2 separate regions of the Mus musculus genome follow, and region 1 is linked to region 2. The links are chromatin contacts, called in public HiChIP or PLAC-seq maps. All regions are on one chromosome and are shown on one strand. The core of a region is the stretch at or near the end of the contact, and the rest is flanking DNA. Distances in the headings are between cores, read along the strand shown. Region 1 holds the start of Slit1 (slit guidance ligand 1). Region 2 overlaps Slit1 (slit guidance ligand 1).

Evidence for each region. HiChIP or PLAC-seq counts read pairs in DNA pulled down with a chosen protein or histone mark.
Region 1: a contact with region 2 is called in an H3K4me3 HiChIP or PLAC-seq map of embryonic forebrain, with 2.4 times the contacts expected there. The contact joins the promoter of Slit1 here to the enhancer-like site in region 2. A contact is called at or near these places in 10 of 39 promoter capture datasets (the 3T3-L1 cell line, the HPC-7 cell line, cranial neural crest and 5 more), 4 of 484 Hi-C or Micro-C datasets (Th1 cells, bone marrow-derived macrophages, embryonic fibroblasts and 1 more), 11 of 115 datasets of contacts at active chromatin or transcription factors (cardiomyocytes, embryonic basal ganglia, embryonic forebrain and 7 more) and 3 of 9 other capture datasets (adipose tissue, embryonic stem cells and liver).

Annotation. Positions count from the first base shown.
Region 1 is chr19:41,741,934-41,745,705 of GRCm38.p6, reverse strand. It overlaps Slit1 (slit guidance ligand 1), which reads left to right and starts at 1,850. Exons shown (of 37, transcript NM_015748.3): 1 at 1,850-2,494. The coding sequence starts at 2,298.
Region 2 is chr19:41,611,417-41,615,173 of GRCm38.p6, reverse strand. It overlaps Slit1 (slit guidance ligand 1), which reads left to right. Exons shown (of 37, transcript NM_015748.3): 27 at 260-384; 28 at 675-772. Gm52407 (a long non-coding RNA gene) reads right to left here. Exons shown (of 2, transcript XR_003952938.1): 2 at 2,092-3,757. Among named protein-coding and RNA genes, the nearest start is that of Gm52407, 9.3 kb to the right of the region's middle. Within about 2 kb of position 1,718, at least 33 of the 459 cell types and tissues checked have an H3K27ac peak or open chromatin away from gene starts, as enhancers often do. A contact at or near this core is called in embryonic basal ganglia and embryonic forebrain, where this site is marked.

The DNA.
Region 1 (3,772 bases), core at 601-3,100, 130 kb before region 2:
TGCTAGTGGGGTGTCAGGGAAGGAACACCAGTGTGAACAGCTTCAACTATTGAGGAATAGACAATTACGACACTAAAGTGTGAGGATTTCCTAGTGCTGGGGGATGGGAGGGGGAGGGGGGGAAAAGTCCTTAGAGGACAGGCTGGCTTTCTGGGAAAAGAGGCAAGTGGCCCTTTTATATTTAGATCCCAGTGATAGAAGCTCTTGATATCACACTGTAAGGACTGGCAGAGAAAGCTCCCTCCCCAAGTTACCAAATTTGTCTTCAAGAGATAGAGCTGGGATGTAGAGACTGTGCTCTGATCAGAAGTGTGGTCCAGGGCTTGTCTTGAATGGAGTCAGACATTCAAGTGTGCCATGCTGACCACAGGGCCTTATGCAGTATATGGTAAAGTAACTGGAAGAGTCTGATCCAGAGGGAAAACAACCAAGCATCCAATGGTTCCAGGTGAGTCCCACGCCTCTAATCGTGTGGTGACTTCAGTATCTCACCACTGTGACAAACTGCCGTCATTGCTGGGCTTAGGTTCTGCTCCCCCCTCCCCCCAAGAAGGGGGACCCTGCAGTAGCTCCACTAGGGGGGCTTTTGACTCTTGACCATCTGAGCTACTTCTGATGCCCAGTTGTTATCTGCACATAGGGCCCTGACTCCCGGAGCTCAGCTCAACACGAACTCCAAAGCTTGCGTGGAGTTTCCAACAGAGGAATGCTCGACAGAGCCATCTTTATCGGGGGGGGGGGGGGGGGGGGGGAAGTCCTTCTCTTTGAGTGCAAAGCTTTGGAAGGGATGCACATGGTGTGGAATAGGAGGAAGGGGACACCCACAGTGACACTCAGATCACCAGATCAACCCTGTTGATCAATGGGATGACAGATGTCTCAGCCAGATCTCCCTCACATCCGGAGCTCAGCTCTTTAGAGACCCAGAGAGCCACAGCTGTCCGTTTTGGGGGAGGTGCTTTCTTTTCTGGGGTTGGAGGGAATTCTGTCCCTCACTGGATTTCCTATTCACACCCACATCCCCAACTCTGTCAGAATAAGAAAATTCCTTGCCCATGGGGCTGTGAGGCCCGAGGTCCTATTCAGGTACCAGTTGACTGGGTGGTGTTTTTTTCTTCTAAACAGGTTCTGTGTTCTCTCCACTCTGGCCTTTTGAGAGGACCAAATATTCCTTTTCTTCTGTTTCCACCTGCCAGATGTGGAGAGGCTAGTTGCTGGATTTCCAAGGTGGCTTCCTATTGGTATACCAGTAGAGAGGCTTGTGTAGAAAACACCTCCCCTCCGGACTTACAAAGTCCTGTCAGGACTCCTGTCATCCCAGCTGGCTGGCTTCTGTTCCCGGAAGAGGTTGGGTTCTGCCTTTAGGGAGAGTATGTGTTGAGGGAGAAGACTAACCTGGCCTGAGGCTTTTATATTCTCTCAAGTCTCTTCCCTCAAGGTCCCAGGCTGGGCAAGGAAAGACAGCTTGGAGAGGCCATCTGGTACAAGAAGCCTCACCAACAGTTGACAAAGGAAGTTGGTGGGGCCCGGTGACCTCTTCAGCCATTGGGGAAGTCTGTGGTCCCAGGGAAGGGAAGGTGTAGGGAAAAAAAATCTTTTTGCTCCTCTGCCCTAGTAGCTGAGGGTACTGAAGTGACTGGTCTAAATGTACACATCATTGCAGTGTGTGTGTGTGTGTGTGTGTGTGTGTGTGTAGCTTACAGAGCAGGTCCAGTCTGTAAGCCCCCTTCCCCGGGCCCCCGCAGCCCTTGGCGCCTGGGAGGTTGCACCTTTGAAACTGTATGCCAGCGGCTGGACCTCTGTAGCAGCAGAGAAGTGGTGGGGAGGAGGCGGGCGGTGGTCCGTGCTTGGGGGGGAGGGCGGGAAGGAGTCTGGCCCTGGAAGTGTGCTTTTCGATTGATGGATGACTGCCGGGTGTGAGCGAGCGTGCGGGTGTGAGTGTGTATGTGTGTGTGTGTGTGTGCGCGCGCGCGCGAGGTGTGTGTGTGTGCGCGCGCGCGGGGCCTGCCCATTTTCCTCCTCACAGCAGTCAGTTGGGAGCTGGAGGGAGAGGGAGACGCCGGCAGCGAGCACTGGGAGAGGAGCTGAGCGCCCTCCGCTTAAGACGCCTTTCCTGGGTCTACGCACAGACGCTGTCGCTGGGAGCATCTAGGTACCACTCGATCCGCAAGGGCGCATCGCACGATTCCACCGGCTCTTCGGTCCTTCGGTGGGGATAGCACCTGGAGCTAGCCCCGGACGGGGATGGTCAGCGGCTGCGGCCGTCTGGCACGCGAACGGGACACGGCGAAGGCACCATGGCGCTAACGCCCCAGCGCGGGTCCTCTTCGGGGTTGAGCCGACCGGAGCTGTGGCTGCTGCTGTGGGCAGCCGCGTGGCGCCTGGGGGCCACGGCGTGCCCCGCCCTCTGCACCTGCACCGGCACTACGGTGGACTGCCACGGCACGGGTTTGCAGGCCATCCCCAAGAACATCCCACGGAACACCGAGCGCCTGTGAGTACGGATCCGCCCGTCCACTGGGAGTCCCTCCACCCCCTCGACCCCTGGTTGCTCTCCCACCCTGACGGATCAGAGGGACCGGAATCGGGTGGGGGGCGCTAGACCGTTGGGCTCCGTCGCCAGTAGAGGAGTCAGTGCCTTGGTAGGTTTTTAGGAAACCAGAAACCAGGAGCGCATTTGCAGGTGCCAGATTCAAAGGGCCCTGGAAGCATCCTCAGCCCTTCCTCACACCTGCCCCTTGCGATCTCTGCTCTCCGCTGTGACAGGTCCTTCCCACTGTACAGCACTTTATTCCTCTAGGGTACCTGGAGCCTTCCTGGCACCTAGGAGAACAGCTTCCCACAGACTCCAGGCACGGTGTCTCCTTTTGGACACATGGGGTTTGCTGGGTTCTGAGTGGGCAGGTGGATTTGGGCTCTGAGGGCTCGCTGCCACGGACCAGAAGTTTCTGAGCACCTATTCTACCCATTGTTTGGTCCCAGAGCCTGGATAAGTCTTCCCTTGAAGGTGTAAGCAACCTACCCTCTCCTTCAGTCTTCATCCTGAGCCCAGGCAGACAGACAATGGGACCCGAGGGCCTTTGGTTTGGGTTTTGGGGAATATGACATCGGAACCCTTACAGGGTGAGAGGAGTCCTGGACTGCGAGCTCAGGGATGATACTAGAGGCCAGGAGCTCGGACTGGGACATAAGGTTGGAGACATTGACAGTGACAAGTCATAAAAACCACCCTTCCTTCCCTCTTGTTCTCTTGTACTTCTGGATTTTGAGGTAACTCCACCCTTTCCAGACCTGCCTCATGAGCACGGTGGAGCGTGTGTGATACATTTTCTCTTTTCCTGCCAAATGTGGTCGGTGTGAAATTCCGGCACCTAAGGATACCACGGCAGTGTGAGTCCGGGGGGTCTGCGGGTCGTGCGAGTGGATTTTTAGTCACACACAGGGCCTTTGTACACTTTCAGAGGTGACTGTACCAGGGGATTTTTTTTTTTTTTTGATACTTTGGGGAAGGTTAGTGGCTTCTTTGAAACCATGCTCCTCTTTCTTTCCACACTCCTGGGTGACTACAGTGAGCGTCAGAAAAGGTATACATATTTTGATAACTCAGGAGCATACTTTCATGAGTCTCAGCTGGCCAGAGGCAAACCCCGGGGAGAGCTGTTGCCTACATCAAACTCTGAACTTCTGTACCGAGGCCAGCAATTAGTGAGTACATGCTTGCCCCAGACTCTTTCTTGGCTGGGTTTGAGACATTCCCGTGACAGTTTCAGAG
Region 2 (3,757 bases), core at 469-2,968:
CACCTTCTGAGCCCTGCCTACCTGTTCATACGGTTCTCACAGCTGTATGTGAGTCAGGGGCTTCCAGTGACCCTTTAGTAAAGTGGGCTCTGCAGCTGGAAAGCTGGACTGGGCTGGGAGATATAGCACAACCGTCACAGACTGGCAGTGAGGCATGTCTCCTGGGAGGGTATGCCTCCATAGGACCGGACCTCTCAGGGTAGTGCCTCATGCCTACACACGTGCCCTTCCTCTGCTAATGTTCTCCCTGCTTCCACAGGTCCCCCCAGCCTGGCAGTTCAGGCCAAGTGTGATCCCTGCTTGTCCAGCCCATGCCAGAACCAGGGCACCTGCCACAATGACCCTCTTGAGGTATACAGGTGTACCTGCCCCAGTGGCTACAAGGTGAGTGGAGGCTGCAGCTGGAGGGACAGAGTTCTCTCTGCTGCGAGGCATCCCTGGCACGGCTGGGTCTGTTGTTTTCCTCCCTGCCTCAGAACAGATGTGTGAGTGGACCTATCACCGGCGAACCAACCTGTAGACAGATGGTCATATTGGTGATTGGGTGGATGGGTGAAGGAAAGAGGGAGCAGGCAGCCCCGTGGCAGACAAGCAGAGCTGCTGAAGGCTCTGTCTTAGATCATGCTAACCCCCTAGGCTCTCCCTGGAGTCCTCACCGCTAACTTTTCCTCCAGGGCCGACACTGTGAGGTGTCTCTGGACGGCTGTTCCAGCAACCCATGTGGAAATGGGGGGACCTGCCATGCCCAGGAGGGCGAGGATGCTGGCTTCACGTGAGTTCCCTGGAGCCTGAGATGGGGTTGGGGACCGCTGCTGGGCCCAGCGTCCAAGTCTCCTCGTGCTGGAGATGAGGCTGGAACAGACCTGTGCTCCAAATTATCGTCAGCGGTTCTTTAAGGCTCCTCTCACCTGGAAGCCCTGAAGGACAGCAGGCACCAGACAGTACAGGTTCACAGGACAGGGAGCTGGGGCTTGGGTGGGGCTGCCTCCTGGTGAAGGTGCCAGGAGTGTCTCTCTGCATGCTGGCAACCTATAGCCAAGAATATACGCCATGGTAGTGGCAGGAAATGGTTGGGGACATCTAAGACTCTTTTAAATTTCCACACACCCTCCTGAGCCTCCACTTTAAGCCGATCAAGTCTCTAGAGGTTATGCCAGGACCCAAGCAGGCCTTAGCCAGCCCTGTGTTATAGCTGAGATGACCAAAAGCGAAGCCACATTCTGGTCACCCCTTCTGGGGTTCTACCTTCACACAACTCTCACTGACTGGCCACTGTAGGGAGGAATCCCACCGTATTTTCCCATGCTCTGAGCACAGCTGTGCTCCCCACATAGTGTATCTGAACCCCTCCAGAGCAGATGTTTTACACACACACACACACACACACACACACACACACACCACACACACACACACACACACACACACACACACACACACACACACACACACACACACGCGCGCGCGTCTGCTTTCCCCAGGAAGCCCCAGCCCCCAGCCCTGGCCTCCCAGAGCTTTTCTGAGGAACACAGTACTTAGTTGCTGGAGATAAATTGCCTACTGAACAAATTGGCTCTTCAGAAAATGATGTTGAATCTACGAGCGGAAATGGCCAAACCTACCTCTGCAGACCCAAATTACCAGATGTAAAAAATAAAGCGCGCTAAGTGCCTCTCCTCCCGAGTTGCCTTGGAAACGCATCCTTACAATAGGCAGGCCCTCCTCAGGGGCAGGCAGCAGCTCAGGCTAAGCTTCCCGCCTGGTCCATTCCTCAGCTCCTACTCAGGGCTGGGATGCCCCTTCAGGGCAGAGGGGACAGGTGGGGTGGCCCTACATATCCAGCAACCGGGCAGCCTATAGCACCAGGTAGGAGGGGAGACCTCCTTTCCACCTCCCTAATGCGTTTAGATTTTGCCAGTAGGGACTTTCTGTATAAATATCCTGTCACCCTAGCTTAAAATCAAACTGCAAAAGGCGGCTGTGGCATAACCTTCAGACCTTTTTACTTGCATTGCCCTCCAGAAAAGATGTAAATGCCATCTGCACAAATTTTCTTAGACCAACAGCTACATTTTTTTTACTGTAAGTTTATTTTTTCATGCAAAAGAGACAGTCTCATAGATATGATAAATATTATTGCCATTTTAAAGTAAAACAACGAGATTAAGCACACGATCCCCACCCTCCTGTGGAAACTGTGAGGATAGCCATGGGGGTGCCACTTTGTTATTTATTCATTTTTTTTTTTTTTTTTGAGACAGGGTTTATTGTGTAGCCGAGGCTGCCCTGGAGTTCTCAATTCTGCCTCCCTTTGGCATCCCAGTGCTTAGATCACAGCTTCTGATACCGCACTTTGCCTGCCTTTTCAAAATGTCACCTGCAACCCCCTCCGTAGCAATGAAGTGACTGTACACCAGGAGCCTCTGTCACCAGCGAGAGTTTAAGGGCTCAAGTTTAATGTCCCTCCTCATTTCTTGTCACCCTAAGCTCCTAATTAGAAGTTTCTTTTGGCTGGGTTTGGTGGTACACATAGGTAATCCTAGGATGCAGGAGTCTGAGGCAGAAGGATTGTGAATTTGAAGCCTGCTTAAGCTAGCTACATAGGGAGATCCGATCTCACAAATTTTATTTTATTAAAATTACTTTGGAAAAAAATTACTTTGGAGCATGGAGAGATGGCTCGGTGGGTAAGAGCACTGGCTGCTCTTCAGAGGACCTGGGTTTGAGTCCCACCACCCACATGGTGACTCCCAACCATCTATAACTCCAGTCTCAGGGAACCGGATGCTCTTTCCTTGCCTCCAAGGGAACCAGGCATGTATCCGGTCCATATACAGACATGCACACAAAACCAAACAAATAAATACAATTACAAAGAAATAGTTTCTTGTGTCTCACTTATCAGTAAGATGACTGATAACACACAAAACAATGTAACTGCTATACATTTCACAGTTATTACCTGTAAGGTAATGTGTGCTGATACTGGACTCCTTTGTGGGGGTGTGTCTGTATTCTTTGCCAGTGGGCCCATGTGTCCCCAGATGGTCTGAGCACGACAGGAGAGGGCAGCTGCCCTGCTGTTTTCTTTGCATGTCTATTTTATTCTGGGAAGGTCTGTTCACACAGATCCACTGTCGGGGTTAGTGGATTCATCATAGACCTGGCACTCAGCTATTGGAAACCCTTACAGTTTATAGGACAAGAATCTCCAGAGTGAGCAGGTGGCAGCAGTATTTCAGTTCGGTTAGAGGCTCAGTTCCCCGAGTCTCCTGCCAGTTATTTTTAATTGTCTGCTTGCTGCCTTCCTTGGCACCTGGAGACACAGCCCCACCTCCTGCTTAGGCAGAGTGCCACCTAAGCATGACAGGAGAGGGCAGCTACCCTGCTATCTGTCTCCAACTCATGGTGATGTTTGAGGAGTTTTATAGGCGTTTGGAAAGCTGGGCGGAAGCCCCCCAGCCCTCTCCCTCTGACCCCCGGGAAAAATCACATGTCCTAAGCTAATGACTACCCTGGTTTGTAAATCACCAACCTCAAGAACCTTCTACAGCCCAGAGATGGCTCAGCCCAGCTCTGTTCTTTCTCTGTCCCTGAAGTCTGTGTCCTCAAGGACGTGAGCTGTGTAGCTGAGCAGGGCCTACCTTCTCACTTCAGACTTCACCCATCCCTCGGTGCCCACTGCCTCCCCTCCCCTGTTGGGACTCTTGCTGAGGCTAACCCATCACCTTTGCCAGGAAGTCTGCCTGACTATGCC